Linked DNA regions of Mus musculus: region 2 is linked to region 1. The links are chromatin contacts, called in public Micro-C maps. All regions are on one chromosome and are shown on one strand. The core of a region is the stretch at or near the end of the contact, and the rest is flanking DNA. Distances in the headings are between cores, read along the strand shown.

Region 1 (7,946 bases), core at 1,760-4,259:
TCCTGCCTCCACTTCCTATGTGCTAGAATTACAGGCACAGTACTGTACCCAGTTTACGTGGTGCCGGAGATGAAATCCGGGGCTTTATATGCTAGGCAGACTCTGTCAACTGAGCTATGCCCCAGCTCTTCTTTTCAGTTTTAGGCTTGGTTGGGGCTCTGAAGGGCCAGGGGGCCAAATAGAGCTGCAGCCTGTCTGGTGTCTGGGCTAGGAGTCTGTCCGTCCGTCATGCCCCTAGCCTGAGCAGACCTCTCCTGCATCCTTTCCTCAGGCAGTTCATTTTCATTGTCACCTTTACAACCTTCCTCCTTCGCTGCGTGGATTACAATGTTCTCTTCAACAACCAACCAAAGAACCATACAAGACGTGGACCATTACACAGCAAAGTGACCTTGTCAGATGCCATTCTACCCTCGGCCCAGTGTGCAGAGAAGTAAGTGACAATCTAGTGGCTGCCTCTGGAGTAAGGTCACAAAAGGATAGGAAGAAAGGGACCTCCCCACACTGCCTCTTGGCCTAGATCAATTTTCAGTGTTTAAAAACATACCCCAAGTTGGCTGGGAGTCTCAGAGAGCCTTGAATTACGAGTCACATTCCTACTTACCTTATTAGAAATTAATGGTGAGGACAACTGTTTATTTTTGTTGCTGGGGAGCAAACCTAGGGCTCCTGGCATGCTGGGCAAGCACAGTACTACTCAGCCACATTCCTAGCCTTGGGGACATCTTTAAAGGTTAGGAATGCACAAGTGCAGGCTACATGGGCTGTCAAGATGATGTGACATAGCCCACTGTACACCCATGGAAGACTGAGAATACAAACAGCAGAGGGCATGAATGTCGTTTGTGAAGTGTGAACTTTGTGGGCATTTCTCAAGGGCTCACTGAGGACCCCTCCTCAGCCCTTCTGTGACCGTTTCCTTTCTGTGGGTTTCCCACCTTTATGTTACCCTCCCTGTCCAACCTCTTGCAGGATCCACGACAGTCCCCTGTTGGTCTTCCTCCTAGTCCTGGCTGCTGGCTTCTGGCTGTTCCAGCTGCTTCGCTCGGTCTGCAACCTCTTCAGCTACTGGGACATCCAGGTGTTTTACAGGGAGGCCCTGCACATTCCCCCAGTAAGCCTGCTTGTGACATTATGGGCACTGGACAGGGCCATTCAGGTGGAAAGACCCACTGAGAGGAACAGAAAGATGGAAGCTGAATGATACCTGCCCAGGGCCTGGAGTACTGTCAGGAGGCAGGTTCAGGCACTTAGCAAGCTTGGATCTGACCTGTGTGAAGCATCCTTCACTCGATGGGTCATGACAGTGACTTACAGTCACATGTGGGTGGTAAAAACAATGGCTGTTTATAGGAAGGGCTGTCACTGGCTTTCTAGATCAGGAGGCATCCTGATTGGTTGAGGAAGGTCAGGCCAGGGTGAAGGGCGGGCTACCCAAGCCTCTGGGCAGGAAGTGAGAAAAACCTGGATGCCTGCAGGCAGTGGAGCTGGGCTTGCTTGCCGGAAATAGAGCCTTCTAGGGCACTTGGAATATAAGCCACTCTCTTGGCCTCTTCATTATCCCCTGGTCATGTTCCTTCTATCTTTGTCCCTAAGATTTTGTTAGGATATTGGTCCACATATCTTCCTTTCCCTTGGATGTTCTGAGCCATTAGAGTAGGGAGGCACCAGGCACAGCCAGTGCTGGGGCAATGGGGCCCATCCTTTGCCTTCCTCTTTTTTTTTTTTTTTTTTTTTTGGTTTTTTCGAGACAGGGTTTCTCTGTGTAGCCCTGGCTGTCCTGGAGCTCACTTTGTAGACCAGGCTGGCCTTGAACTCAGAAATCCACCTGCCTTTGCCTCCCGAGTGCTGGGATTAAAGGTGTGCGCTACCAGGCCCGGTCCTCCAGCAGAGGGGAAGATGCTGGGCAGGGGAGCTGTGGAGGCTGGTCCTGAGGAAATAACTGAACTGGGGAGACTGGGCTAAAGTGAGGCTTGCAGCTCACATGGGTCTCTCCAAATGAAGTATGGGAGCATTCTGTCCCCGCAGACACACACAGGCAGGGTTGTGTGAAAGCTAATCAAGTGATTGTACGAAGTGGCCTTGAGGTGGGGGTGAGCACTGTCGCCGTTCTTAAGTTTCCTCAGGCAGAAAGCAGCGATGTAGATATCTCATTCTTTTATATGTGGGGCTGAAGGGGGGCTCAAAAAAGGAAGCCAGGTCCCAGTCACTTAAGTTCACTTAAGAGTTGTCAGCAAGAAGTGATGAGCAGAATAATTGAGAAGGGGCGAAAGAACGGAGAAGCGCTGTGCTTCTATTAGCAGAAGGTCTAGAAGAAGGCACAACCTAATGATAGGGAGGCAGGCCACCAGGGCTGGAGTTCGCAGGCAGCTCAGCGAGTCGTGGAGGTTGTGCGTCTCTGTGGAGGGGAAGGGATACTGGTCCCTAGGCTTCCCTGTTCCCTCTTCTCAGGAGGAGCTCAGCTCGGTACCCTGGGCCGAGGTGCAGTCTCGCCTCCTGGAACTGCAGAGGAGCGGTGGGCTGTGTGTGCAGCCGCGGCCGCTGACGGAACTGGACGTCCACCACCGCATCCTGCGCTACACCAACTACCAGGTAGCGTTAGCCAACAAGGGTCTGCTGCCTGCCCGCTGCCCGCTGCCCTGGGGGAGCAGCGCCGCCTTCCTCAGCCGCGGCCTGGCGCTCAACGTGGACTTGCTGCTCTTCCGCGGTCCCTTCTCACTCTTCCGCGGGGGCTGGGAGCTTCCCGAAGCCTACAAGCGCAGCGACCTCCGGGGCGTCCTGGCTAACCGCTGGCGGCGCACGGTGCTGCTGCTGGCCGCCGTGAACTTGGCCCTGAGCCCGCTGGTGCTGGCCTGGCAGGTATTGCACGCCTTCTACAGCCACGTGGAGCTGCTGCGGCGCGAGCCCGGAGCCTTCGGGGCGCGCCGCTGGTCCCGCCTGGCCCGCCTGCAGCTTCGCCACTTTAACGAGCTGCCGCACGAGCTGCGTGCGCGCCTGGGCCGCGCCTACCGGCCCGCCGCCGCCTTCCTGCGTGCAGCGGAGCCCCCAGCTCCCCTGCGCGCGCTGCTGGCCCGCCAGCTGGTCTTCTTCTCGGGAGCTCTCTTTGCCGCGCTGCTAGTGCTCACCATCTACGATGAGGACGTGTTGGCCGTGGAGCATGTGCTCACTACCATGACGGCGCTCGGGGTCACAGCCACTGTGGCCAGGTTAGATGGCACATATCTGGGAGGAGATATTGGTGTGTGCCCCTTCTCTGACCTTTCCCTTAGCAAACCTTAGCTGTCACCATCCGTGCGCTTCTGCCCTGCGTCCCACCTGTTGGTCCTCCTAACCACATTTCTCACCCCACAGGTCCTTCATTCCAGAAGAGCAATGCCAGGGGCGTTCCTCCCAGCTTCTGCTGCAGGCAGCCCTGGCGCACATGCATTACCTCCCAGAGGAGCCTGGTGCAACGGGTGCTCGAGCCAGCTCTTACTGGCAGATGGCGCAGCTGCTTCAGTACCGAGCAGTGAGTAACGGAGCCTGCAGGGAGCTATGGAATAGGCTCTATACAAAGGATTAGCCTGGGAGAAGTTGTGGGTCACATGGGCAGGGTGGGAGTGTGTGTCCATGAGGCGGCTTCGGAATGAGTGGTTGGAATCTTCAGACCTTAGAGAGTGTTCCTGGAGGCTCTGGACCCTGATCACTTGTAGGTCCCCATTGCAGCCTTCATCTGGAACATGGGTCCTTTGTATGATCTCTGCTCAGCTTCACCCCTGCTTCCTCAGGTCTCCCTCCTGGAAGAGCTCCTGTCTCCACTCCTGACCCCATTGTTTCTGCTCTTCTGGTTCCGCCCCCGTGCTCTGGAGATTATTGACTTTTTTCATCACTTCACTGTGGATGTGGCTGGTGTAGGGGACATCTGTTCTTTTGCATTAATGGATGTGAAGCGCCACGGGCATCCTCAGGTTAGAGCTCTTCTCTGACCTTAAGAAGTTGTATTGGATGGGCATTTGTTTGCTTCACTAAAGCTTGTCAGGTTTATAGAGCTCTTTGCTGGTACATTATTTTGAAATAAGTTGATAAATGGGAGCAAAGACTGCTCCCCCCACCACCACCACATGAGGGCTAGGTGGTGGAAGAGTGGAGTGTAGGATTGTCTTGTCTTAGGAACTAGGACTGCACAGGGGAGCAAACATTCAAAGCTAGCTGTATCTCAGACCAAATGCCTATGCCTTGCTCCACTGCCCTACTCCTGGATAATCTTTAAAGAGTTCCCATCGCAGCCTTCATCTATGGGGCAGTATTTTTCATCCTGCCTAGCTGAATCTTGGTGTCCCTAATACCAGAAGGACTCCCTTCCTTGCAGTGGCTTTCAGAGGGACAGACAGAGGCCTCACTCTCTCAGCGTGCAGAGGATGGAAAGACCGAACTCTCCTTAATGCGGTTCTCCCTGGCACACCCACAATGGCAGCCACCAGGGCACAGCTCTAAGTTCCTTGGACACCTTCGGGGCCGGGTACAACAAGATGCAGCTGCCTGGGGTGCTCCCTCGACTCGGAGTCCCCCCACCCCAGGAGTGCTCAGTGACTGTACATCCCCTCTGGTAAGTCCCACGCCTGCCTACCCTTTGTTCTTGCCACCCTCCATCTCTCCCTGGCATTTCTAACTTTATGTGTTACCCTGGCAGCCAGGCTCAACCCATCATATCTCTGTCCCTCCTTTGGACTCTCCCCTTATCCTTTTCTCCACCCTTTGGCTCTCTTTTGTTTAGCCAGAAGCCTTCCTTGCCAACCTCTTGGTAAATCCCCGCCCACCCCAGAGGGACCTGAGTCCCACAGCCCCCTGCCCTGCTGCAGCCACAGCCAGCCTCCTTGCCTCTATTTCACGAATGGTCCAGGACCCCAGGTGAGAGGTGGAGGCCTGAGATGCAGGGGAGTCTGGATTGGTGGTGATTCTCTGGGAGAGGGTACTAGGGTGCTGAGGAGTCTTGGAAGGTGAGGGGAAGCCTGGACTGCCTTCCTCTGTGAGGGGGCTGACTCTTAACTGGGTACATCTTGTTTTAGCTGTGTGTCCCCAGGAGGCACAGGGGGCCAGAAGCTGACCCAGCTCCCAGAGCTTGTCTCTGCTGAGATGAGCCTCCACGCTATTTACCTACATCAGGTGTGTAGAGGGACTGTGGGAAGAAGGCGAATGAAGTGAATGCTGGGAATGGGGCAGAATCTAAAAGGTTCTTAGCGGGAACTGTGAGCTCTCTGTTCCTAGCGGAGGAGCTAGGCCTTGCTTCCTGCCCCCACATATGAGGGAGCCCCTGGTCTTCATCCTTCTCCTTCTTTCACCATCTAGCTTCATCAACAGCAGCAGCAAGAACTATGGGGAGAGGCTTCAGCTTCCTCCCCATCCAGGCCCTGGTCCAGCCCTTCACAGCCAGGCTCACCTGATGAGGAGAAGCCATCTTGGTCAAGTGATGGTGAGGAGTATAGGGGATGGGAGCAAGATCCTGGTGTTTCTTGTGCATCATGACACGCTCACTCAGTGACATTTATCTCCAGGCTCCAGTCCTGCTTCTAGCCCAAGACAACAGTGGGGCACCCAGAGGGCCCAGAATCTGTTCCCAAAGGGGTTTCAGGAGAACACAGACACCCAGAAGGAGCCCCTAACAGGCCCCTTGCACTGACTGAGGATATCTCAGGTCGGTATTGCCCACATGGGGGTTAAGCAGGCAAGGATAAGGAAACTAGCTTGGGGCCAGTTTTGGTGGGGCAGAGATACTAGTTAGATCTGGGGTGGTAGGGCAGTCTCTAGGTGCCTGGAATGCTTGCTAACAGTCCTTTCCTCTTACAGGTTCTGGCTTTTCCAGCTGCAGGAAATTTGATGGGTGGCATGGAAGGACACTTGAAGCCATCTTCTGAGCTCCATTCCTATTTCCGATGACAGGCCCAGGATATTTTAGTTGGCCATATCTGGGAGTCAAAGAGGGGCTTGCCCGGAGAACAGTGAAAAAGTAGGAGATGATTGTGAGCTGAGGTAGCCTACAGATGGGCCCCACAAGTGAGGATAAGAGAACACTAGCCTGGCTGGTTGTGGAGCAGTTGCCTGGGAAGGACCCCAGTGGCCTCAAGGTGGGGCCAGGGCCCAGGCATGGTTCAACTCAGTGTTAGGGAAGTTGTTCCTGTCGACCTCCCCTTTGAGTTCCTGTGGGACTAGGGGTGGGGAATATGGAGACGGGTGAGTGGAAAAACCAGAGAGGGCTGCTGGTTTTGGACGTCAGCACTGCTGTGATAGCAGGAGGAAGTGGGTGGGACTCCTCATCCTGTACGAAACAAGCAGCAGAAATTGCTCATGGTTGAGCTGCACATCTTTGCCATGGGAATGTCTGGCACGCCCCACTCTTGGAAGCTGAGGACTGCACCTGTTCACTCAAGCGCAAAACTGTCTGTCCCTGGTTAGAAACTTTTTTTTTTTTGCAGAGTACTGGGTTACAGAGAGGTGTCTGGGACTCACTGTCAAAGAATTATTATCCCAACATCTTTACACATTAAAGCATTGAACAAGTCTCATTTTCAATCATTGTAACTCACAAGGTTTGGGTTGGGCATCTGGCATGGTCTTTTATGATAATTTTTCAATAAATACCGGGATGACTTAGACTTTAAACGTAAGATACTCCAGAGAGAGAGTTAAAGGGAGTCTACAGTCCATCAAAGCATATGAAGAGGGCAGCAGGATGCCCTAACTACCACAGCCGGAGGAACCTTCAAGATTTAGGCCGACCCCCCCCCCCCAGCCTAGGTAAACTGGAGAGAGAAGAAAGATCTTAAATTGGCAGCCTTGCAACCAATGCTGTAGGCATTCTTCAGAGAGGGTGGCTAGCCTTGGTCAACCGAACGAAGTGACACAATCCCTCTTTCCGGGAACTGGAGGGGAGGAAGACTGTCAGGAACCAGGTATTTCTGGGCCAGGCGGGTCAAAGGACCAGGGCACTGCGCCCCTCAGCTGTCGCTCCTGCAAAGAAAAGCTCTGGGTGCGTATGCGGCTTGTCACCTCCTGGGTGCGCAATGTGAGTCCGAAAATGTCCTCGTGGTAGCGTTGCTGATCCTGAGGGGAGGAAAAGAACTCAATGGATTAGAACCCGAACAGGAGCTGTCAGCATAGATCTACCCTAGCCCGGCCAGGTCTGCCCTTTCGCACCCGCAGCACGCCGATGACGTCACCGGCTTCATCCAGCTCCATGCCGCCCTCTGTTGCCAGAATTCTCTGCACGGTTTGCAGGACGCTGGTTGCCATAGTGACATCGCCGCAGACAAACATATGTCCTTGCTCAAGGCACAGCACACGGTGAACCTCCGCGGCTAGCTCTGTCCTCAGGAGGTCTTGCACGTAGGTCTAGGGACGGGCCTTGCTGTGAGAACGCCCAGGCCAGGGGCGTGCCCGGGTAAGATGGGTTTGGGAGGGGCGGGGCTTGGGAACGGCCTTGTCACGCTATCTCTACACCCGCCCCTGGTACCTTGGGGCTGCCAGGATCCCTGGAAAAGGCGGTGAGGACTTGTCCAAACACCCCACGCTGCTGGGCGTCCAGTACCTCGTCCCGGTAGAGATGGTCCAGTTGGGAGCATCGGCAGCCAAACACCAAAGTCATGGGGGCAGGTTGTAGCCCTGTGAGCAACATGGAGGTTTGGGAGGGCCCCTTCCTCTGGAACAGTCCTGGTAACCCCACCTCCAGGCCACTCAGGGTGCCAGCCAGACTTTTGGCTTGGAGCAACCACTATCTTGTCTGTTCAGCCTCTAGGGGCAAAATAGGATGCTTTCTGCCCAGACCCTTGCACACCTTTGATTTATAGAAGGAAACTGCTCTACTGGACTCAATTCTGTACACATTGCCTTGTGTGAAATCCCAGGTCTTTTTCCTCACTCCAGTCCTATCGCACACAACCACTTTGATTGACATCTCTGTGCCTGTCAGTTAA
Region 2 (7,946 bases), core at 2,516-5,015, 360 kb before region 1:
GCCTGAAACTGAGGGTGAGAAGCCAAAACTGGGGCATGAGCCCCCTAAGCTGAGTGCCTGAGGGGAGCCAGTGACCCCCAGCTCTGACTAGTGTGCTGGTTTCTAGGCAGCCTTGCCCTCACTGAATCTTGGGTCCTTAGTTGTAATAGAACCCTTTCTCCACCACATCTCATGGACTCATGGGAAAAAACCAGTATATGTGTGTGTGTGTGTGTGTGTGTGTGTGTGTTGGGATGGGGAGAACTCACTGTTTCTCCAGTCTAGCCCAGGGCCAGGAGTCTCCCACTTTCCTTTCCACCCATGCATGGGGGAGACTTGAAATACTGCTTTTCTTCCCCACCTGTCCTGGAGCATGGAGAGCATTTCCGCATAGACATCTTCGAGGGCTGCAACTTCACGGGCCAGTGCCTAGAGTTCGTGGAGGACTGCCCCTTCCTGCAGAGCCGGGGCTGGGCCAAGAGCTGTGTCAACGCCATCAAGGTGTATGGGGACGGAGCGTGAGTACAGCTGGGGCTTCCAGACAGGCTTGGTAGGGTGGATAGCCATCAGACCCTGTGGGTGACTCACGAGAACCCCAGCTTCCTGGGGTGCCAACTTACACAGCAGCGTCACCTGCTCAGAGAAGGTCCATCTTCTCAGCTCGGATAACCCTGGGCCTGGGCCTCTCTGCCTGGTGGCTTACAGCCCACACCAACTTGTTGGAGATGGGCTTCAAGGGGCTCTCCTAGGATGGATGAGAGTGTCTGGGAATTGTGCCTGTCTTCGCTAGTCCAAGGCATCTGTCAGACCCGGTGCTTGCCTTGTGGGGCAGCTTCCTGGCGCACCTGCCCATTGTACACATGCAGGCGCCCCTCACCTGGGGTTTCTCCTGCCCTCGCCTGAACTATCTGCCTGTGCACACACAGATGGGGCTCAACACTCAACACTCTCTTCCCATCTTCCCTGCCCATTCTGGAGAAGCCATCACCATTTTATAGAAGCACAAACTGACTGCAGTCAACTCCAGAGCCTTTCTTTCCACAGCAGAAGCCCTGCTGGGACTGCAGCCTAGGGGAGCCCCTTCTACCCTAGAGCTGGGTACCCTTCAACCTCCCCCCGCCCCCAGCAGAAGAGCCCCACAGGATCCCAGCTTCCCTGCACAGGGTTGGTGTGGGGAATCAGCTCCCATGGAATTTCTGAGGTTCAGGATCAAACCCTTCGGGGAGGGGGTCAAGGAAAGGATGAAGGGAGACAAAATGTGCTCAAAGCAGAGCCCTAGCTACCATCTTACCTGACCCCCTCCCCCAAGCAGATGATACCCGAGAGTCCAGGGGTAGGAGTCCAAAACAATTTGCCTTGAGAAATTCCCAGGCTAAGTTGTGTCTCATGAGATCAGAGGCATACTTTTGTATGGGAGATGTCAGGAGACCCAAGACAGAATCCTCCTAGCAACCCTGGGAGCCTGAGGGAGGGAAGGCAGGAGTGGACACTGGATGGAAGAGAATATAATCTCCACTTTCCAGGGAGGAGCCAGTCTCAGTGGCCAGGAGGTTGAGGCCAAGATGATGGATCCAGAGTGTTCTTATCTTTGATAACCTTAACTCTTATGTGATATAAGTCTTGTGCAGAAGTAGCTTCGAAAACGGTGATGCCCTGGGTCCCTGGTGCCCTTTCTGGGATCCGGCCAGCAGTAAAGCAGGGCTCCTCAACCACCTCCCTGTGCCAAGAGTGTTGTTCCTTGTGGGTTCCATGTCAGCTCAGGAGTGAACGGTCCCTCATACCTGTGTCCTAGGAGGCATGTCAGGAAAAGCAGGGACATCCCCCAACACTCCAACAGACTGAGCGCCCCCCCCTCTAAATTTTAAAAATGATTTTTATTTCCATACATTTGTCTTACTTGCATGCATGTCTGTGCATCACATGCATGCCCGGTGGGGTCAGAAGCAGGCATTAAATTTCCTGGACCTGGAGTTACAGACAGTTGAGAGCTGCAGTGTGGGTGCTGAGAAGCAAACCTGGCTCTGGACAAGCAGCCAGTGCTCTTATCTGCTGAGCCGCCTCCCCAGAGACCCCTTCTCTGTTGCTTTCCTCTAAGAGTTGCAGCTAGGTGAGCAAGGATGCGCAGGATTAGCTGTCACACCAGCCAGGTCCCTTTTCCTTTCAGAATGTCCACAAGAGCTCCAAGATGGCTCAGGGCAGTACAGAATAGAGACTGGCTCACTCTCTTGGAGACTCTAGCTATGTGGTGGAAGGCTGTGGTTGTAAGGAAGTGATCTGCTCGTCCCTAGCATGACACCCCCCCACACACACACCCCTTAGTTTCCAATCCCTGACCCTACTGTCAGATTGTACCATTTACCAGTTGAGGGGTCAAGATGATGAAGGGAGGGGCCTACGATGACTTGGAGTGGAAGAGCTAAGGGCTAAGGAAAAGGAAGTGAGCTATGTGACCTTTAGTTTCTCCCTCTCCCCCTCCCCCTCCCCCTCTCTCTCGGCTGAGCTGTCTGCAAGCAGAAAGGCAAGGACACTCCCTGGGAGGGAATTTGAGAAGTTTGGGACTGAGTAGGAACTGCCTAGGCACATCGCGGGAGGGAGGTTCCCCGAGAAGAGAGGTCAGAGTAATACTACAACCTGGATCTCAGCCATCTCCTCAAGAGGCCGTGAGCACCCGAGCACGCCCGAGGGAGTCCTGCCCCAGAGAAAAGCTGTTTTCTACTCTAGTGAAAGAGGGGGAGGGGAGAGCCCGAGGTAAAGACAGAGACAGCCCTCTGGTGCAGGCAGGCCTGGCGGCTCCTCCTCCCCGACTTCCTAGCTCCCTTAGGCCAGCCTCCAAACCTGAGCCCCAAGTGAGAGCGTCCACACGACGACTCTCCCTGGGTCCCACATTTACACCTCTATACTTATTAAGAACCTTTTCCTTATGCCTGTTCCCAGGAAGAGACCACCCATCCGATCTTCCCAGTTAATCTTCCTGATTCCCTGGTCCACTGGGTTGTAAAGGACAGGGGCCTGGTACACACCTTCCCCCCAAATCCCCCAACACAAGGGCGCTCTTGTCAGACCTCCTGTCCTGCCAGCTCCAGATCCTCTGTACAACGCAGGCAGCACAGCCCACTTGTACTAGAGCACAGGCACCGCCACGGCTGTTGGCTGAGTGGATACACAGTGGGAACGGTCCCCAGTTTGTGTCAGGCGTCCTGTCAAGAGCTGGGTACTCTGTGCAAAAATGGCCCTTTGGTGGGTGACTGGGCATAGTGCATCCCCAGTCGCTCTCGCTTTTGTCATGGGATGGTCAATTACTGGGCAGTCCCCATCTTGTCGAACCCCAGCACCAAGCCCGAATCAGATATCGTCAATCAAGGTAGTGAGGAGCTAGGACCGAGGGGCGGGGGCGGGGCCGGGGCCGGGGAAGCGTCCTCGTGTGGTTCCCTCCGGGTGACTCGCCCTTCCTCTGCCCTTCAGGTGGGTCCTCTATGAGGAGCCAAACTACCGCGGCCGCATGTACGTGTTGGAGAGAGGAGACTACCGCTGCTTCTCCGACTGGGGGGCCCACAGCGCACGCGTGCAGTCGCTCCGCCGGGTGCTCAACTTCTTCTAGTCCCAACTGCGTACGTGCGACCCACGGAGGCAATAAATATCCAGAAAGCGGAGTGCTGGCGGGCCTCGGAGTGCTTTCTAGGCCTCTCACCGGCTGGCGGGCCCCAACCCGGCAGGGGGAAGGAAGCCTGCTGGAGCAAGGAAGCCAACTAACTCCCTCCCCCGCCAAAGCCTAGCCAGAGCAGCAGCCGCCTCGGGGCCCAAGGCCACACGAGGGCGCCCGCGAGCAGGACGCAGGCAGGCTGTTTTCTCCTGCTAGGGGGCCACGCCCGAGAGGAGGGGCGAGGTGGCGGGGGTGGGGGTGGGAGGAGGATGAAAAATGGGGATGGGAAAGGGGGTGAAGGTGAAGGGCGGGGTGGGGGAGAAGAGGAAGCTTGCTTGCTGGGAAGCGGTGGGGGCGAGAAGAAGAGGGGCGGGGCAGGAGGAAAGAGGCGTGGGGGAGCTGGGGGTGGGGGAGAGGAAGGCCAGGGGAAGGGAGGGGCTGGCTAAGAGGAAGAGTCCTGGCTGATTTGGGAGGGAGAGGCCAGGTGATAGAGAAGGGCGGAGTCATGCCCCTGGAATCCGGGGAATGGAGACCTGGAAGAAGCTATCAGGGTCCTGAGGCACTAGACAACGACTGTCCCTGCAGGATATCACTCAGCCTCCGCCTTTGCGCGGCTCCCGGAGCAACTCTATAGAGCTTCCCTGTCATCAGATCTTTTCCAAGACATTCGGTCCGCCTTGGGGCTGGGCGTAAATCTGGAGAACACGTTTCCGGGAATGGAAGACCGGAGGAGACCCCTGCAGTGGGGTTTCTGATAAAGGGGTCCACATCCTCGAATGCCAACGTTGTTCCCCATTGAGAGAGGAAAGGCTCCTTGAGGGGGGTTGTCCAGATAAGATGGCGGCTCAGGTTATTTCCCTGCCCCTGCCTGTAGACCCTGGTCCTCCCTGACCAGTGTCTCCCACCTCTCCTGCCTCATTTCCTCCTCTACCTCCCTACACCGAAGGAAATGAGAAAAAGAATATCATTAAAAATCACTGCGTTCACACAGGTGATGCTGTCACCAGGGGCTAGGCAGAGGGCAAAGATGAATGACTCAGGGCCCTGGGTCACCCCAGGACAGTAGAGGATTGTTCTAGGTAGAGCTACGTTAAGCAGCCTCTGGGTAGAGAGCACAGGCGTATCCTCTGCCATATGAGTCCCCAGGGCTTGCTGACTCTACTGCATTCCACCAGAAGCCACTAAAGCTCAGAAAACTGACAGCTCCCAAGGGACCCTCCATCCCCTTGAGGCTTAGGCCAAGGACCCCTTGGGAAGGGAGTCTGTTTCGAGTCAACCCTGCGTGTTGCTCAGGAACAGGAGCAGACCCCTTTGTGGGAGAGTTGCAGCCAGCTTGCTTCCATGAGTGAGTAAGGCCTTCCTGGAGGAAGACAGGGCCCTGTCTGTCCTTCCTTCTCCTCCATAACCATCCACTCCAGCCCCTAACACATCAGAGGAGGGCAGAATCCAGCTGGCCCTGGCTAAGGGTCTCACACTCTTTTGCTTACTGTGAATAGCATTACTATGGGTGTTTATTGAGCGCTGACTTTATACCAGGCTCTTCAGTAGATATAATTCATGCAGTTTTACTTGATCTATACAGAGACACCCGTGCTTCTTATCACCCCTGGACAAATGAGATGGTTAGACTAAGACAGCTAAGTAACTTGCTTGGTATGACATAGCAAGCAGGATTCAGACCCATTGCCCCTACACTGAAACACATTTGCATATATTAGGATATTTGACTTGAGCTTGGGAGAAAACCAAAAGTCCTGTTCTTTGTGAAATAATGCAAACCTATCTGTTACACGCACCCTACATATGTGAAAGCGCAAGCCAGCTGTGGTGACTCAAGCCCCCCCCCCCCCCTAAGCAGAGGCAGGTAGATCACTGCAAGTTCAAGGCCAACTTGATCTACATAGCAAGTTCCAGGCCAGCCAGGAGTGAGGCCCTGTCTAAAAAAAGCCAACACCAAACACAACTAAAGAAGCCCAGCGACCTGTGAGAGGACAGTTGTTGCAGCATGGCAGTTTGCATGCAGCCATGGAGCTGTGCTCCCAACGTGAAGTGAAGCGCTTTATGATGTGTGTGTCAGTCAGTGACCATGTACTCGAGGGAAGCAGGGAGAAGAACTGGGTGACAGCAGGACTCTCACTCAGGGGTGACCCTATAGCCATACACTTTTTTGCAACCCACTTTTTTTTTTTTTTTTTTTTTGAGACAGGGTTTCTCTGTGTAGCCCTGGCTGTCCTGGAACTCACTCAGTAGACCAGGCTGGCCTCAAACTCAGAAATCTGCCTGCCTCTGCCTCCCGCATGCTGGGATTAAAGGCGTGCTCCACCACGCCCGGCTTGCAACCCACTTTTAATGAGGGTTCCACCTCTCTCTTCTAGCCCATCACCCAGCAGAGGTATGGAGGAGAAAAGGTATTAGGATATGGAGGAGGTGGACCCGTTCAGCAATGGTTCTTTGGGAACGAGTTTGATCTTTTTGGACAGCAGTTCAGTCCCATAACAAACACCAAATACAACTCAGCAGCTGCAGAGCAGCCCTCTAGGCAGGCAGATACCAGGCACAAACCAGCAGCTGCAGTCCAGTCCTTTCAGCACGCAGACACCAGGCAGCTGTAGTTCAATCCTGAAAAAACCGCCAGGCTCACCAACCAGCCTACAGTGAGGCTGTGGAGGCAAGCAAGCTGCTGCAGGAACCTTATGAGCAGTTCTTGGGTGAGTTTCTCTCAATGACAGCATTACCACAAGTTGAGCTCAACAACAGTATGAAAGGAGAACCAATAAATGCATGTCTTTAGTGAAGAATAGTGAGGCAGAGCAAACCAAATGAAGGCTCAGTGCTCCTCTCCCACTGTCTGTGGGGTCTTATTTATACTTCTCCATCACACATCCTTTCACCCGTGTCTGCTTCAGGAAATCAGTCTTTCACGTGTTTGCTGTAACAAGACATCCTTTCACCTGTGTGCCCCAGCACAACATCATTTGGCATAGCTAACTTTCCAGAGCTAGAAGTTACCACTTCACTGCCCTGTGCCTCAGTGTCCACAGAGGCACTGGGGTGGGGGATAATAGTCTGCTCTAATGGGGGAGGGGCTTCCTCCTGGGAGCCAGATGGCACCCACTGCCCTACCTTGCCAAAGCCAGTTGCAGGGACTCCTCTTGAATTTGCCTCTCTCCCAGCTCCCAGGAACAGAGGCGCCTCATTAGGGCGAGTCAGTGTTTCACACAGCTTTGCATTCCTGGGTGACCTCCCTGTCACCCCAGCCCCCTGCTTGCTAATCTGTCAGTAAAATCTGCTTTTGGTCAGGAAGAAGAAAAACAAGCTTCTCACTGCAGAGCCTGTGGGCAGCTGTGCAGTTTATCTGAAGTCCATCCAGGGGGTCGATGGAACGAAGATGAGAGAGCCTTTAGTGTGGTACATGCTTCTCCCATTTCTGTCTCCATGCTGCGGTTTGGAAAACTGGGCCTTCTTAGAGCCATCTCCGTGTTCCTCAGACCCCTTGCTGGTCAGGGATCTGAAGGCATTGTTTATCAGGCCTGGTCAGACCACAGGGGAAAACTTTCCCTTTGAAGCCCATACTGATGCCTAGCCATGGCTGTGGTGTGCCTCTCCCTACTCCTCAGCCCATACCAGGGTGATGCACTAGTCTCTGTCCACTCCTTTCCCTGGCTTCCCTCTGCCCCATCTCCAGCTGTGTCCTGCTTGGCCACTCCTTGGCTGGAAAGCCTTCAGAGCAGAGCTAACCCCTAAGTGTCCTTTTCCCTCTAGAAACCTCGGTAGAGGTTTTAACATAACCTGTGAGACGAGACATGTTTTAAAATCCAGCTTCATGGCTGAGGGTGTAGCTAGTGGCTGAGCACTTACCCTACCATGTGTGAGGCTCTGAATTCTAGCCCCACCACTGTGAAACCAAAAATAAACCACTGCAGGGTGTGGTAGTGAAGGTCTTGAATCCTAGCACTCAAGGCAGAGGCAGAGAAACAGAGAGACAGAGAGGCAGAGAGAGAGGCAGAGAGGAGAGGCAAAGAGGCAGAGAGGCAGAGAGGCAGAGAGGCAGAGAGGCAGAGAGGCAGAGAGGCAGAGAGGAGAGGCAAAGAGGCAGAGAGGCAGAGAGGCAGAGAGGCAGGGAGGAGAGGCAGAGAGGCAGAGAGGCAGAGAGAGGCAGAGAGGCAGAGAGGCAGAGAGGCAGAGAGAAGGGCAGAGAAGCAGAGCTCTGTGAGTTTAAAGCCAGCCTAGTCTACAGAGTGAGTTCCAGGACCGCCAGGGCTACACAGAGAAACATTATATCCAAAAAACAAAACCAATAATAATAGTGATAAATAATAATAAATAA

Evidence for each region. A called contact is a pair of places that touch in the nucleus more often than the background predicts.
Region 2: a Micro-C map of embryonic stem cells shows a contact between it and region 1, with 2.8 times the contacts expected there. The contact joins two enhancer-like sites. A contact is called at or near these places in 2 of 484 Hi-C or Micro-C datasets (both in embryonic stem cells), 1 of 115 datasets of contacts at active chromatin or transcription factors (pancreatic cancer cells) and 2 of 9 other capture datasets (adipose tissue and liver).

What each region holds. Positions count from the first base shown.
Region 1 is chr5:24,382,949-24,390,894 of GRCm38.p6, reverse strand. It overlaps Atg9b (autophagy related 9B), which reads left to right. Exons shown (of 14, transcript NM_001002897.3): 4 at 272-433; 5 at 973-1,114; 6 at 2,452-3,206; 7 at 3,352-3,508; 8 at 3,768-3,947; 9 at 4,349-4,585; 10 at 4,754-4,887; 11 at 5,046-5,142; 12 at 5,326-5,449; 13 at 5,532-5,671; 14 at 5,824-6,714. The coding sequence ends at 5,656. It overlaps Nos3 (nitric oxide synthase 3, endothelial cell), which reads right to left. Exons shown (of 26, transcript NM_008713.4): 24 at 7,487-7,635; 25 at 7,171-7,365; 26 at 6,421-7,077. The coding sequence ends at 6,916. Among named protein-coding and RNA genes, the nearest start is that of Atg9b, 5.2 kb to the left of the region's middle. Within about 2 kb of position 3,009, at least 113 of the 459 cell types and tissues checked have an H3K27ac peak or open chromatin away from gene starts, as enhancers often do. A contact at or near this core is called in embryonic stem cells and liver, where this site is marked.
Region 2 is chr5:24,746,685-24,754,630 of GRCm38.p6, reverse strand. Crygn (crystallin, gamma N) reads left to right here. Exons shown (of 4, transcript NM_153076.3): 3 at 352-497; 4 at 3,442-3,629. The coding sequence ends at 3,577. Among named protein-coding and RNA genes, the nearest start is that of Gm33591, 6.4 kb to the left of the region's middle. Within about 2 kb of position 3,765, at least 295 of the 459 cell types and tissues checked have an H3K27ac peak or open chromatin away from gene starts, as enhancers often do. A contact at or near this core is called in embryonic stem cells and liver, where this site is marked.